2 separate regions of the Salvelinus alpinus genome follow, and region 1 is linked to region 2. The links are chromatin contacts, called in public Hi-C maps. All regions are on one chromosome and are shown on one strand. The core of a region is the stretch at or near the end of the contact, and the rest is flanking DNA. Distances in the headings are between cores, read along the strand shown. Region 1 holds the start of LOC139545716 (rap guanine nucleotide exchange factor 1-like). Region 2 holds the start of chek2 (checkpoint kinase 2).

Region 1 (6,101 bases), core at 1,576-4,075, 150 kb before region 2:
TGTCAGCCCAACACCTTAACCTTTACACCAAGAGGTCTGAACCATTGGACAGGGTTGCTAGCTGTTGTACAAAGGTCGCAACAATATCATCAATTGAAATGATCATTGAAGAGCAGGACATACCCCAGATTTTACCTTAACTAATTGCTCTTGTCTCTTAAATATCAATTCATATTTTCTGATTTATCATTTTATCGATTAGGGTCGACTTGCCTGACAACTCAAACGGAATACTTCCGCTGCTCTACACTGAGTGTGCAAAACATTAGAGTTTAACCCCCTTTTGCCTGTTTGTCTTGCTCATTCATAATCCATGTCTCGAGGCTTAAAAATAATTATTTATCCCGTCTCTTACCCTTCATCGACAATGATTGAAGTGGATTTAACAGGTGACATCAATAAGGGATTCAATAAGGTATTCACCTGGTCAATCTACTATATGTCATGGGAAGATCATGTTTTGTAAACTCAGTGTATGTTCACTACATACTTCATTAAGGAGGCAAGGGGTCCACTGCAACATTTAGCTAGTAGCGGTACATGGGTAAAATCACTATTTTATTTTTATTTATTTTATTTCACCTTTATTTAACCAGGTAGGCTAGTTGAGAACAAGTTCTCATTTGCAACTGCGACCTGGCCAAGATAAAGCATAGCAGTGTGAACAGACAACAACACAGAGTTACACATGGAGTAAACAATAAACAAGTCAATAACATGGTAGAAAAAAAGAGAATCTATATACAATGTGTGCAAAAGGCATGAGGATGTAGGCAATAAATCGAATAATTACAATTTAGCAGATTAACACTGGAGTGATAAATCATCAGATGATCATGTGCAAGCAGAGATACTGGTGTGCAAAAGAGCAGAAAAGTAAATAAATAAAAGCAGTATGGGGGGTGAGGTAGGTAAATTGGGTGGGCTATATACCGATGGACTATGTACAGCTGCAGCGATCGGTTAGCTGCTCGGATAGCAGATGTTTAAAGTTGTTGAGGGAGATAAAAGTCTCCAACTTCAGAGATTTTATTGTGATAATTGCTTTGTTTGCTCTATAACCTGTTAGTTCATATGCCTTGCGACCGTGATATACACCTTTGTTTCATCACAAAACCGGAGTGCAATGTCTGTCCGATGAAGTCCACGAAGCATATTGCATGTAACAAACAGTTACATGACCAACAGTCATGCAAGTTCATGGTTCCGACATTTTCAGACTACTAAAGAGTTACAGCAAGTTGCAAAGAAAACAGGAGCTGCCTCCAATATTCCAACACAATTTCAACTTCAACATTTCAACAGCATCAAATCACCTATGCTTAGTCTAATACAGTTACAACTAAAAGATACCAAAAACAATTTAGTCCAATCAACGTAAGCTAAATACGTTGATGCGGCTGTCCATGGTTCTGATTTGTGTGTGTGTGTGTGTGTGTGTGTGTGTGTGTGTGTGTGTGTGTGTGTGTGTGTGTGTGTGTGTGTGTGTGTGTGTGTGTGTGTGTGTGTGTGTGTGTGTGTGTGTGTGTGTGTGTGTGTGTGTGTTGTGCAAGTAGAAAAAACATGTTGACTGACTCTACTTGTAGAGGAATGCCAATGCCATCCTCCTCTCTTCCATCCTGTGTAGCTCAGTTGGTAGAGCATGGTGTTTGTAATGAATGCCAGGGTAGCAGGTTTGATTCCCGGAGCCACCCATACGTAAAATGTATGCCCATATGACTGTAAATTGCTTTGGATAAAAGCATCTGCTAAGTGACATATATTATGTTGATTAAATGGTCTATGACTGTCATACAGTACACACTTTTATTTTTTGTTGTCCTAGGCTACCTGGCTAAAATGCTCGCTCGCAAGCCTAACTTCATTTCATGGACAACGTTAGCTAGTTAACATTAGACTTCTACATCCTCTCAGTCCAGGGGCACAAAGTATGAATGTATGGTTGGATCAGAATCGCCATTATAATCATTGGCCAGTACGGAGATAAGTAAAACCACACACCAAGTCCAAATCCCTATCTCCATTCGTGGCTAATTTAGGAAACAGACCATTTTAGCTAGCTAGTTAGCCACCGTAGGACAACAACACAACAAGATGCAACAATTCAAGTTGTTTCTGTCAATGACATATTGCTCTTGATGCGATGTGATGGAGTGAAGCCTAATCCAAACTGGCGTTCCTTTACACAGTTGAGCTGAATCGTTTTAGCTCAATGCTGATTGGCTATTACTTTCTACTTTTTTTCTCAAGCGAGGCCAAATGATTGCTGGCTTCCCTTGCATTCAATGCTATTGGCGGCAACAATGTCATACTGTTTATGACCAGACAGCATCAGATAGATGGCCTACACATACAGAAACAGAGGAGCGCTGTTTCGCTCAGTTTGATGCTTTTTCCAGTGAGATACATTCAGCCTCGTGCAAATTGAAGGAAACTTTTGAAAACACAGAGACCAAAGATAAATTATTTTATAAATATGTTTTATTTGTTTTTGGGGGAGGCCTGGCATCCCTTGGCATCCATGAATACATGCCACTGCAATTAGCTACTGTTTTTGAATAATATGGGCTGCATACTCCACTAAAACCATAATATGTACAATTTTTTTTTTCTCTCCTATTTCCTATACTGAACCATGTATAATTAAAAAAGAGAGTCAATAACGTCTCTCCCTCTCTCTCTTGAATCTGATTAGTCTAGCTAAATCCATCACCTGAGGGCACACCTTTCCGTCCCGTGCGCCCACATTTCTTAATTCCAGCCGCAAGAGGGAGGTGTTGATTGTGATACAGCACCGAGTTGTCTGCTGCTAGTCTACCCATCATCATCATCATCATCATCATCGGGGTCTGGCTGGCTGTTGTATTTGCGTCGGAACGGTCCGAGCTAAAGTGCTTTGGCTAAAGGATGTGGGATTAAAAGAGAATAAACGGACAACATACCTCCCTGGATTTCATTTGTTTAACGTTACCGTCTCTGCTTCGAAATGTCGGGGAAAATAGAGAGTAAGCAAGGTAAGCTCGTCTAGACTGGACTAGCTAGATAAATAGCTAACGTTAGCTAGCTGTTAGTCTGGGGTTTGTCTGCCTCTTCTTGTAGCCAGAAATGCGGCCAGCCAGTGTGGTTTGGTCTAGTTGTGGATCAAAGGCCGATTCTAACACCAAACTTCCACATTGTTGCGGTAACAGTAGCTAGCTGGCTATCTACTACATAGTCAATATTTGCTAAACATTCAATCAGTGTTTAACTACCTAGTGAGTTGTTATTGTTGTTGTTAGTTAGCGAGCCAGATAATATTTGATTTCTAGCTAGAGTGCGCTAGAATTGGATAGATTTGCTATCTACATGCTAGGCTAACTAGCTAACGTTATTGAAATGGAAAACATTTAGGTAGCTAACTAATGTTAGCTAGCGATTTTCATAACTTGTGTTATAGGTAGCTACAATGTTGCTATATTCGGGTTATATTAGTCAAGTTAGCTAGCTAACGCTAGCTGCCTTTTTTTCTGAAAAGATGGTGACGAATTTAACGTTATAGAATATGACTAGCTACTGTAGGTAACTATAGTACAGTCAGCTGTAGCCCGAATAGAATGTTGTCTTGACCGTAACAGTACTAAACTTTCGTTAAGTAGCTAACTGCTTTAGCTACATCCTAACCTAGTTTGCTAATCCATGTTACTTTTAAGATGCACAGTGACAGTTGTCGTCATTCATTCTAGGATACGTGGTGGGGTCTAGCTAGGTACTGTAAATTAGTAGGCTAACGTTAGTACAGTAACCTTAGTGTTTTTTCCATCCCTATGATTTTTATAGGCAATACTGGTAACGTACTAATCTGGGTTGGTAATATTACAGTACCTCATGCACCACCTGCACTGACTTTACTAATCAGGCACTAGCTATTCGAGGAGAATGACAAGTACTTTGTCTAATTCACTGTGTTTGAGTTTCCCCCTTAGCTTGGGTTCTCGAACTATTGTGAGTCATGGCTAGTTCTCTATATCACGGAACACTGAAAACCTCCTTTGACTGGAGAGTCTCTTCCTCTTCAGTCAAGTGTCCCCATCTGTTGCCACTTGTACCATGTATGTTTTCTAGCTATGTATTTTGTGAGTTGTCACTAGAGAGCTAGTTGAGACTGCTATGGACGGGAGTCAAGCCAACCATCTTTTTTTGCAACCTTGGAATGAATTTGGTATGTTTGTTACTCATACCTGATTTGTCCAAGTACAGTGTATTCGAAAAGTATCCAGACCCCTTGACTTTTCCCCATATTTGTTACGTTATAGCCTTATTCTAAAATTGATGAAAATCTACACTCAATACCCCATAATGACAAAGAAAAAACAGGTTATTAGATATTTTTGCACTTTTATAAAAATGTAATGGAAATATCACATTCACATAAGTATTCAGACCCTTTACTCAGTACTTTGTTGAAGCACCTTTGCCAGTGATTACAGCCTTGAGTCTTCTTGGGTATGATGATATAAGCTTGGCACACCTGTATTTGGGGAGTTTCTCACATTCTTCTCTGCAGATCCTCTCATGCACTGTCAGGTTTGATAGGACAGCTATTTTCAGGTTTTTCCAGAGTTGTTCGATCGTGTTCAGGTCCGGGCTTTGGCTAGGTCACTCAAGGGCATTCAGAGACTTGTCCCGTAGTCACTCCTGCGTTGTCTTGGCTGTGTGCTTAGGGTTGTTGTCCTGTTAGGTGAACATTGGCCCCAGCTTTGGAGCAGGTTTTCATCAAGGATCTCTCTGTACTTTACTCTGTTCATTTTTTTCCTCTATCCTGACTAGTCTCCCAGTCCCTGCTGCTGAAAAACACCCCCACTGCATGATGCTGCCACCACAATGCTTCACAGTAGGGATGATGCCAGGTTTCCTTCAGACGTCAAGTTTGGCATTCAGGCCAAAGAGTTCAACCTTGGTTTCATCAGACCAGAGAATCTTGTTTCTCATGGTCAGAGTTCTTTAGGTGCCTTTTGGCAAACTCCAAGCGGGCTGTTATGTGCCTTCTTTTACTGCTTCCATCTGGCTACTCTGATTGGTGGAGTGCTGCAGAGATGGTTGTCCATCTGGAAGGTTCTCCCATCTCCACAGAGGAACTCTGGAGCTCTGGCAGAGTAAGCATCAGGTTCTTGGTCACCTCCCTGACCAAGGCTCTTCTCCCCTGATTGCTCAGTTTGTCCAGGTGGTCAGCTCTAGGTGGTTCCAAACTTCTTCCGTTTAAGAATGATGGAGGCCACTGTATTCTTGGGGACCTTCAATGCTGCAGACATTTTTTTGTACCCTTCCCCAGATCTGTGCCTAGACACAATCCTGTCTAGGAGCTCTACAGACAATTCCTTTGACCTCATGGCTTGGTTTTTGCTTTGACTTGCACAGTCAACTGTGGGACCTTATATAGACAGGTGTGTGCCTTTCCAAATCATGTCCAATCCATTGAATTTACCACCGGTGGAATCCAGTCAAGTTGTAGAAACATCTCAGGGATGATCAATGGAAACAGGATGCACCTGAGCTCAATTTCGATTCTCATAGCAAAGGGTCAGAGTACTTATGCAAATAAGGTATTTCTGTTTTGCAAACATTTCTAAAAACCTGTTTTCGCTTTGTCATTATGGGGTATTGTGTGTTGATTGATGGGGGAAAACTTTAGAATAAGGCCTAACGTAACAATGTGGAAAGAGTCAAGGGGTCTGAATACTTTCCGAATGCACTGTATGTCCCACCCCTAAGTATGTCCAACTTACAGTATGCCCTACTCAGTCTATTTCCCTGGTTTGTTTTTGCACTAAAATATCTGTCTCTGGTTATGAATGGATTGAAAATATGCTCCTGGTGTATCTTTTCCGTAATGGTTTAGTAGTGAGACTGAGAAGCCTTCATGCAGCAATATGCCCAAGTCGAGCCATGGCCTCCCAATCAAAAGAGATTCTGCTACTACTCTCATTGGAAGCTCGGATTCCACACTATGCTATAATTTGTGGTTTTGTGGAAACAAGCAAGTAGCATCATGGAATTCTAGAGATGTTGTCCCAATACGAGTTTCAAAGGTGTTGCAGCCTAATTAAAACAAACTCTGTGGTGTA
Region 2 (6,231 bases), core at 3,372-5,871:
CACAAATCAGTGCACCCACCACAACTTAAAATTCTCGTTTGAGTGTTGTGTGACACACCATAATTGCTTTCCAGTTCCTTGTTGCTGGATGGTACTAGATCTGCAATCTCTAGTGTCCTTTAAACTCCATCAGCCTTCCTTGTGAATCTCAGATAGGTTGTCAATGGACTGCAGCAGTTGAGACACTAGACAAAGACTCTCTGCACTTGTAAGTAATTGCCTGTGGACAGAATCAAACCGATAGCCTGAACTTGGAGCAAATACCACAATGTTTAATTCGGGGTTATGTAGAAAACACTATGAACTGAAATTGCACATTACCCAATACCCACACAATCATTATGAGGGACTGTTTTTATCCCACCTGTATGTAGATGACACTATGGGAGAGAACTCACTTGATGGAAGTCTCTGCATTGAGTGCTGCTTTGTTGAGGTACTCTGAGGCCACTTGCGCATTATGTTTCATTGTATTTAAGGCAGCTGTCTCTCCGGCTCGAAGTCTCTCATTCTCATACCGGTACCCCTCTACTTGGCCCTGCAATATAAAGAGGATCACATTATGCAATCATATGCCACTGAAGCTCATCATCCAGTAACGCCAGCAACACCAGTAAAGGTCAAACCTGTAATTGATGCAGCTCCTGTTTGAGTTTTGATACAATGTTTTCAGCCTTAACTGCTCGTTTCTGTCAAGAGGAAAAAGGTCAAAATAATGAATTAAGACTTCATATCTCAACACACTTCTGTTTAGTAACTAATCATGACATTTGCTTGTAATCTTATTGAGACATATTTCAGATAATCAGTGAACAAAAATTATTCTTCATCTTTGTCAAACGGATGAACTAGGAGAAAGAGGGACAGATGCATACGGTCATTAACTGCAGGTTCTGCTCGACGGAATGAACCATGGTCTCTAAAGCCTGAGCCTCCTTCTCCTCCTGCACTCGTCTCTTGTGCAACTCATCTGTGACGTGTCGAATTCTATGGGGCAGTCAGAGAGACATGATGATGAGCATAGGTTAAACACTCTTTAAATAGCATTAACATACAGTACCAGTCAAAGGTTTGGACACACCTACTCATTCAAGGGTTATTCTTTATTTTTTTACTATTTTCTACATTGTAGAATAAAAGTGAAGACATCAAAACTATGAAATAACACATGGAATTATGTAGTAACCAAAAAAGTGTTAAACAAATCAAAATATGGTTTATATTTTAGATTCTTTAAAGTAGCCACCCTTTGCCTTGACAGCTTTGCACGCTCTTGGCATTCTCTCAACCAGCTTAACCTGGAATGCTTTTCCAACAGTCTTGAAGGAGTTCCCACATATGCTGAGCACTTGTTGGCTGCTTTTCCTTCACTCTGCTGTCCAACTCATCCCAAACCATCTCAATTGGGTGGAGGCCAGGTCATCTGATGCAGCACTCCATCACTCTCCTTATTGGTCAAATAGCCCTTACACAGCCTGGAAGTGTGTTTTGGGTCATTGTCCTGTTGAAAAACAAATGATAGTCCCACTAAGCCCAAACCAGATGAGATGGCGTATCGCTGCAGATTGCTGTGGTAGCCATGCTGGTTAAGTGTGCCTTGAATTCCAAATAAATCACTGACGGTGTCACCAGCAAAGCACCATCACACCTCCTACTCCAGGCTTCATGGTGGGAACCACACATGCAGAGATCATTCGTTCACCTACTCTGCGTCTCACAAAGACAAGGCTGTTGGAACCAAAAATCTAAAAAATATGGACTTATCAGACCAAAGGATAGACTTCCACCGGTCTAATGTCCATTGCTCGTGTTTCTTGGCCCAAGCACGTCTTTTCTTCTTATTGGTGTCCTTTAGTAGTAGTTTCTTTGCAGCAATTCGTTCATGAAGGCTTAATTCACACAGTCCCCTCTGAAGAGTTGATGTTGAGATGTATCTGAAGTTTTTATTTGGGCTGCAATTTCTGAGGCAGGTAACTATAATGAACGTATCCTCTACAGCAGAGGTAACTCTGGGTCTTCCTTTCCTGTGGTGGTCCTCATGAGAGCCAGTTTCATCATAGCACTTGATGGTTTTTGTGACTGAACTTATTTGTGACTGCACTCAGTTATTGAAATGTTCCATATTGACTGACCTTCATGTCTTAAAGTAATAATGGACCGTCGATTCTCTTTGCTTATTTGAGCTGTTTTTGCCATAATATGGACTTGATCTTTTACCAAATAGGGCTATCTTCTGTATACCACCCCTACCATGTCACAACACAACTGATTGGTTCATATGCATTAAGAAAGAAAGAAATTCAACAAATTAACAAGGCACACCTGTTAATTAAAATGCATTCCAGGTGACTACCTCATGAAGCTAGTTGAGAGAATGCCAAGAGCGTACAAAGCTGTCATCAAGGCAAAGGCTAGCTACTTTGAAGAATCTCAAATATAAAATATATTTTGATTTGTTTGACATGATTCCATGTGTTATTTCATAGTTTTGATGTCTTCACTATTATTCTACAATGTAGAAAATAGTACAAGTAAAGAAAGTTCCTGGAATGAGTAGGTGTGTCCAAACTTCTGACTGGTACTGTATGTGTACAGTTGACATCTTAAAAGTACATCTAAAGAGTAATATTTAAAGCATTACTCCCATGCCATAACATAATATAGGCTTTAACACCATCCCTTAAACCCTTCTCATGCACCAGGTAGGTCTGTACTCTGCAGACCATATCAACTGGCAATTCTATCCACCTACCTTCGATCATCATACTCAGACTTTTTCACAAGATCTTTAATGTGCTTCCTGAGCTGCGCATTTTCCTCCCTCAGCTTAAAAAGAGAAACAGAAATAATCAAAATAAAGGACTTGTGACTAATACCATTGTGATATCCAATCACACGTGTGCATCTGTAAGCAAAGCCTTGAGAGAGGAAAATGACCTTTTGTTGATCCCTACTGCCATTCTCGGTACTACTCTTCTTGGTCTTGTAGGTGAGCTCTGCCATTGATGTCTCGTCATCTCCCTCATAATTCACTGGGGCCCGTCTGGACTGGTGGGCCTCTGGTGAGAATTCTTCATCCACCTGCCATAGGGAGGATGAAGTCTCCTCTTCTTCCTCTGTGCACAGGGAGGACTGACCAGAGTATGTGCTGCTGTCTGCTGCTGCTGCAGTGCCACACAGTCCAAATGCATGTGCCTCCTCGATGGCTGATGGCTGGTAACTCCCAGCCCAGTCCTCCTTAGTGTCATTTTCCAGAAACTGAGGAAACGGTGTGTGGTCCATGTAAAACTGACCCTGGAAGTCTTGATCGAAGCTCTTCGGGGCAGTATATTCCCCCTCTGCCAGGAATGTGCTCCCATATGCCTTCTACAACACAAGAAGCAGCAGTAAGGTAAGTCACATTCACAGCAAAATTCCACCAAAAGTAATATTCTTCACAGTCTGACCAGGCCTTGTATATTATGCTGTGACTTTTTCCAAGGACCTAACATGCATTTGGATCTATGCATTTCATGCATAGGCTTTGTAACAGTTTATCTCTGGGGTTTAATGTAAGACTGGTTCATTTGAAATGTTCAGCACCTTTCGCGTTGAGTAATTCTTCTCATCTGGATCCCCTTTCATATCTGGGTACTGGTTTTTACTGCGGATGAACTCTTTGAAGGAGAAAGGATTCATCTCCTCTCCATCTTCTCTGACTTCATCTATGAAATAAGACATGTCGGTAAATATTTGGATGATAGTTATTTTCAAACGGTCTGGCTGCCATTATTGGAGAAATACAAGAGTTGGACTTTGTTGTGGATGTGTAGTGGCCAATACCCCGTCCTACTCCAGCAACAAGTGCCATGGGATTTGTAAATCCAGATTGTCTCACTAAAGGACAGCACTGTGCCAGGGCAGGGTGCCTGGGTCATGGAGTTCTTAGACCAGAGGTAAGAGTGCCTCACTAATGGCCCTCCAACACCATGCCAGCAGAAATAACTCTGATCCTGGTACCAACCATGCCAAACCCAGCACTAGACACTTGTAACACAAATTAATGCACCATCACTTGCTGATCACTCTTCGATGGTGCTGAACAGATGTGCCCCTGTCTCAGGTAGATGAGATGTGTGTTATTGCATCCAATGATGTGAATATCAAGTAGCCTCTGTCTATGGTTGCATGCATCATCTCATTTGAATATTGGATCAGCTAGATATAGCTAGTTTAGAACCTACAACTGAATATTGGACAGATGGATTTGCTATGGAAGTAACAACTTACCAACTGCGATTATATTATTTTTTTCAGAGGTTTTATGCTTTGCCATGTTGACGATTATCCAGTCAATCGGTGATGGTATGAGCGGTTGTCAGCTAACTTCAGTGGCTAACGCGTAGTTAGCTAGCTAACACAGACAGTTTACGTTACCTAGCTAGCTAGCTAGCTGAAAACATAAGCGTGTGCATTGATTATTAACTATCGAAATAATGTACTAGCAAATTACTGGATGTAGACAAAATGACTTGTCATACGAAAGATAATTGATCAAAATGACATATTTTAGATGTGGTTGTTGTTAGTCAGCTGTGTGCGTCGATTCGTCAAAGGCTAGCTAGCTGCTGAAAATCACGTGGACAATCCTAAACTTGTCACTGGCTACGATTCAGATGACGTTTTATGGAAAATAAACAACATTTCCCAGGAGTCGATCCGATTTCCCGGCAAATTTTACACGTGCCGCGATTCATTCGAAATCCCAGTAAGTGTAAACGTGTATTTTATTAAATTGTCATTCTCACACATGTTTAAAAATATTGCCATGTTCAGTTGCACACGTCAGAGCCGGCGAGTCGTCACATTTATTCGGTTAGCAAACAACCACTTAATTTCGCTGTCGTGCTAGCTAGACTAGCTAGCTAACTACAACAACGGAAATGATTAGGGCACTTGTGGAACTGATTTAGATTTGCTTTATTTGTGCTTGGTGAGGATAAAAAATACAGTTAACTTGCATGACAGGTTAGTCAATAACACTACGCACTGTTGGCAAGAAACGATACACGTATTTGTAAATAGATGGAGCATGTTGAAGGACTTACACACAGCTAGCTAACGTTAGGTAGCCAGAAGATTCCGACCCTACCTTTATGCTTGTTTACACTGAGCTGCACTACTGGGGTTGGAACGCCATCATGGTTATGAATAAGACACCACAGAGCTGGTGCGAGATATTTTCAGAAAATGTATTTCAATGCAGGGGTTGGATATGCCAATGTACTTCCAATTGGACCTTTATCCAAACTGATACTTAGAGAAGATTGAAATACTGCTAGTTTTTCTGGAAAACTGTCCTTTATCATCTTCAAGCCAGCTAACAGTAGCCACAGCAGCCATTATGGAATGGCATGTCACGTTGAACAACAAAGGAGCTGATTGGCTGACACTGCCATTACAAGATGGCTGTGGTGGCTACTAGCTGGCATGAGGACGAAAAGGACATTTTTTTCCGTAAAACTAGAAGTATCTATCTGGGGCGGCAGGTAGCCTAGTGGTTAGAGCGTTGGACTAGTAACCGAAAGGTTGCAAGTTCAAATCCCCGAGCTGACAAGGTATCATCTGTCGTTCTGCCCCTGAACAAGGGGCCGTTATTGAAAATAAGAATTTGTTCTTAACTGACTTGCCTAGTTAAATAAAGGTCAAATATATATATATATATATTCTCAATGTATCAGTTTGGATAAAGGTCAAATTTGGAGGGCAGTTGCATAGGGTTAGAATCTTCTGGCTAGCTACAAGAGTTGCCAAGATTATGGATTTTCCAGACTCAGTGTATGATGTTCATGGGCAGATTCTCCAATGCAAGTTATACATGAGGACTTTGCTTAGTTTACGGACATGGGGAACATTGTTTTGGAAAATTGAAAGATGTCATGATAACCTGAATGATGTGTTATTTACTTTAATAGACTCAGACTGAGGAGAAATATTGACCATGTCCCAGGAGAAGCCAGATGCTGGCAGCCAGACACAGTCACAGCCTCAGACTCAATCCCAAACTCAGTCCCAGAGTGGCTCCAGCTCCTCCTCTGGGTCAGGCACTGTCAGCTCAGTGGACACCATCCCTGTTAGGGACCTTGGCTCCATACCAGAGGAGCCTGAGCCACAGCCCTGGGGTCGCCTGCTGCCTATGCAGAGAGGCTTCAGAGCCCACGGTGAGTGCAACCACAAGACATGCCCCGGTTT

The links. Hi-C and Micro-C count contacts between places; a contact is called where the count stands out from the background.
Region 1: a Hi-C map of muscle shows a contact between it and region 2, with 6 times the contacts expected there. The contact joins the promoter of LOC139545716 here to the promoter of chek2 in region 2. A contact is called at or near these places in 2 of 3 Hi-C or Micro-C datasets (muscle and red muscle).

Annotation. Positions count from the first base shown.
Region 1 is chr19:45,433,739-45,439,839 of SLU_Salpinus.1, reverse strand. It overlaps LOC139545716 (rap guanine nucleotide exchange factor 1-like), which reads left to right and starts at 2,825. Exons shown (of 26, transcript XM_071353778.1): 1 at 2,825-3,014. The coding sequence starts at 2,987.
Region 2 is chr19:45,284,400-45,290,630 of SLU_Salpinus.1, reverse strand. chek2 (checkpoint kinase 2) reads left to right here and starts at 4,621. Exons shown (of 15, transcript XM_071353764.1): 1 at 4,621-4,747; 2 at 5,955-6,200. The coding sequence starts at 5,981. LOC139545710 (endosome-associated-trafficking regulator 1-like) reads right to left here and starts at 4,636. Exons shown (of 8, transcript XM_071353768.1): 1 at 4,270-4,636; 2 at 3,583-3,704; 3 at 2,938-3,366; 4 at 2,753-2,826; 5 at 876-987; 6 at 627-689; 7 at 399-538; 8 at 1-220. The coding sequence starts at 4,315. The coding sequence ends at 130.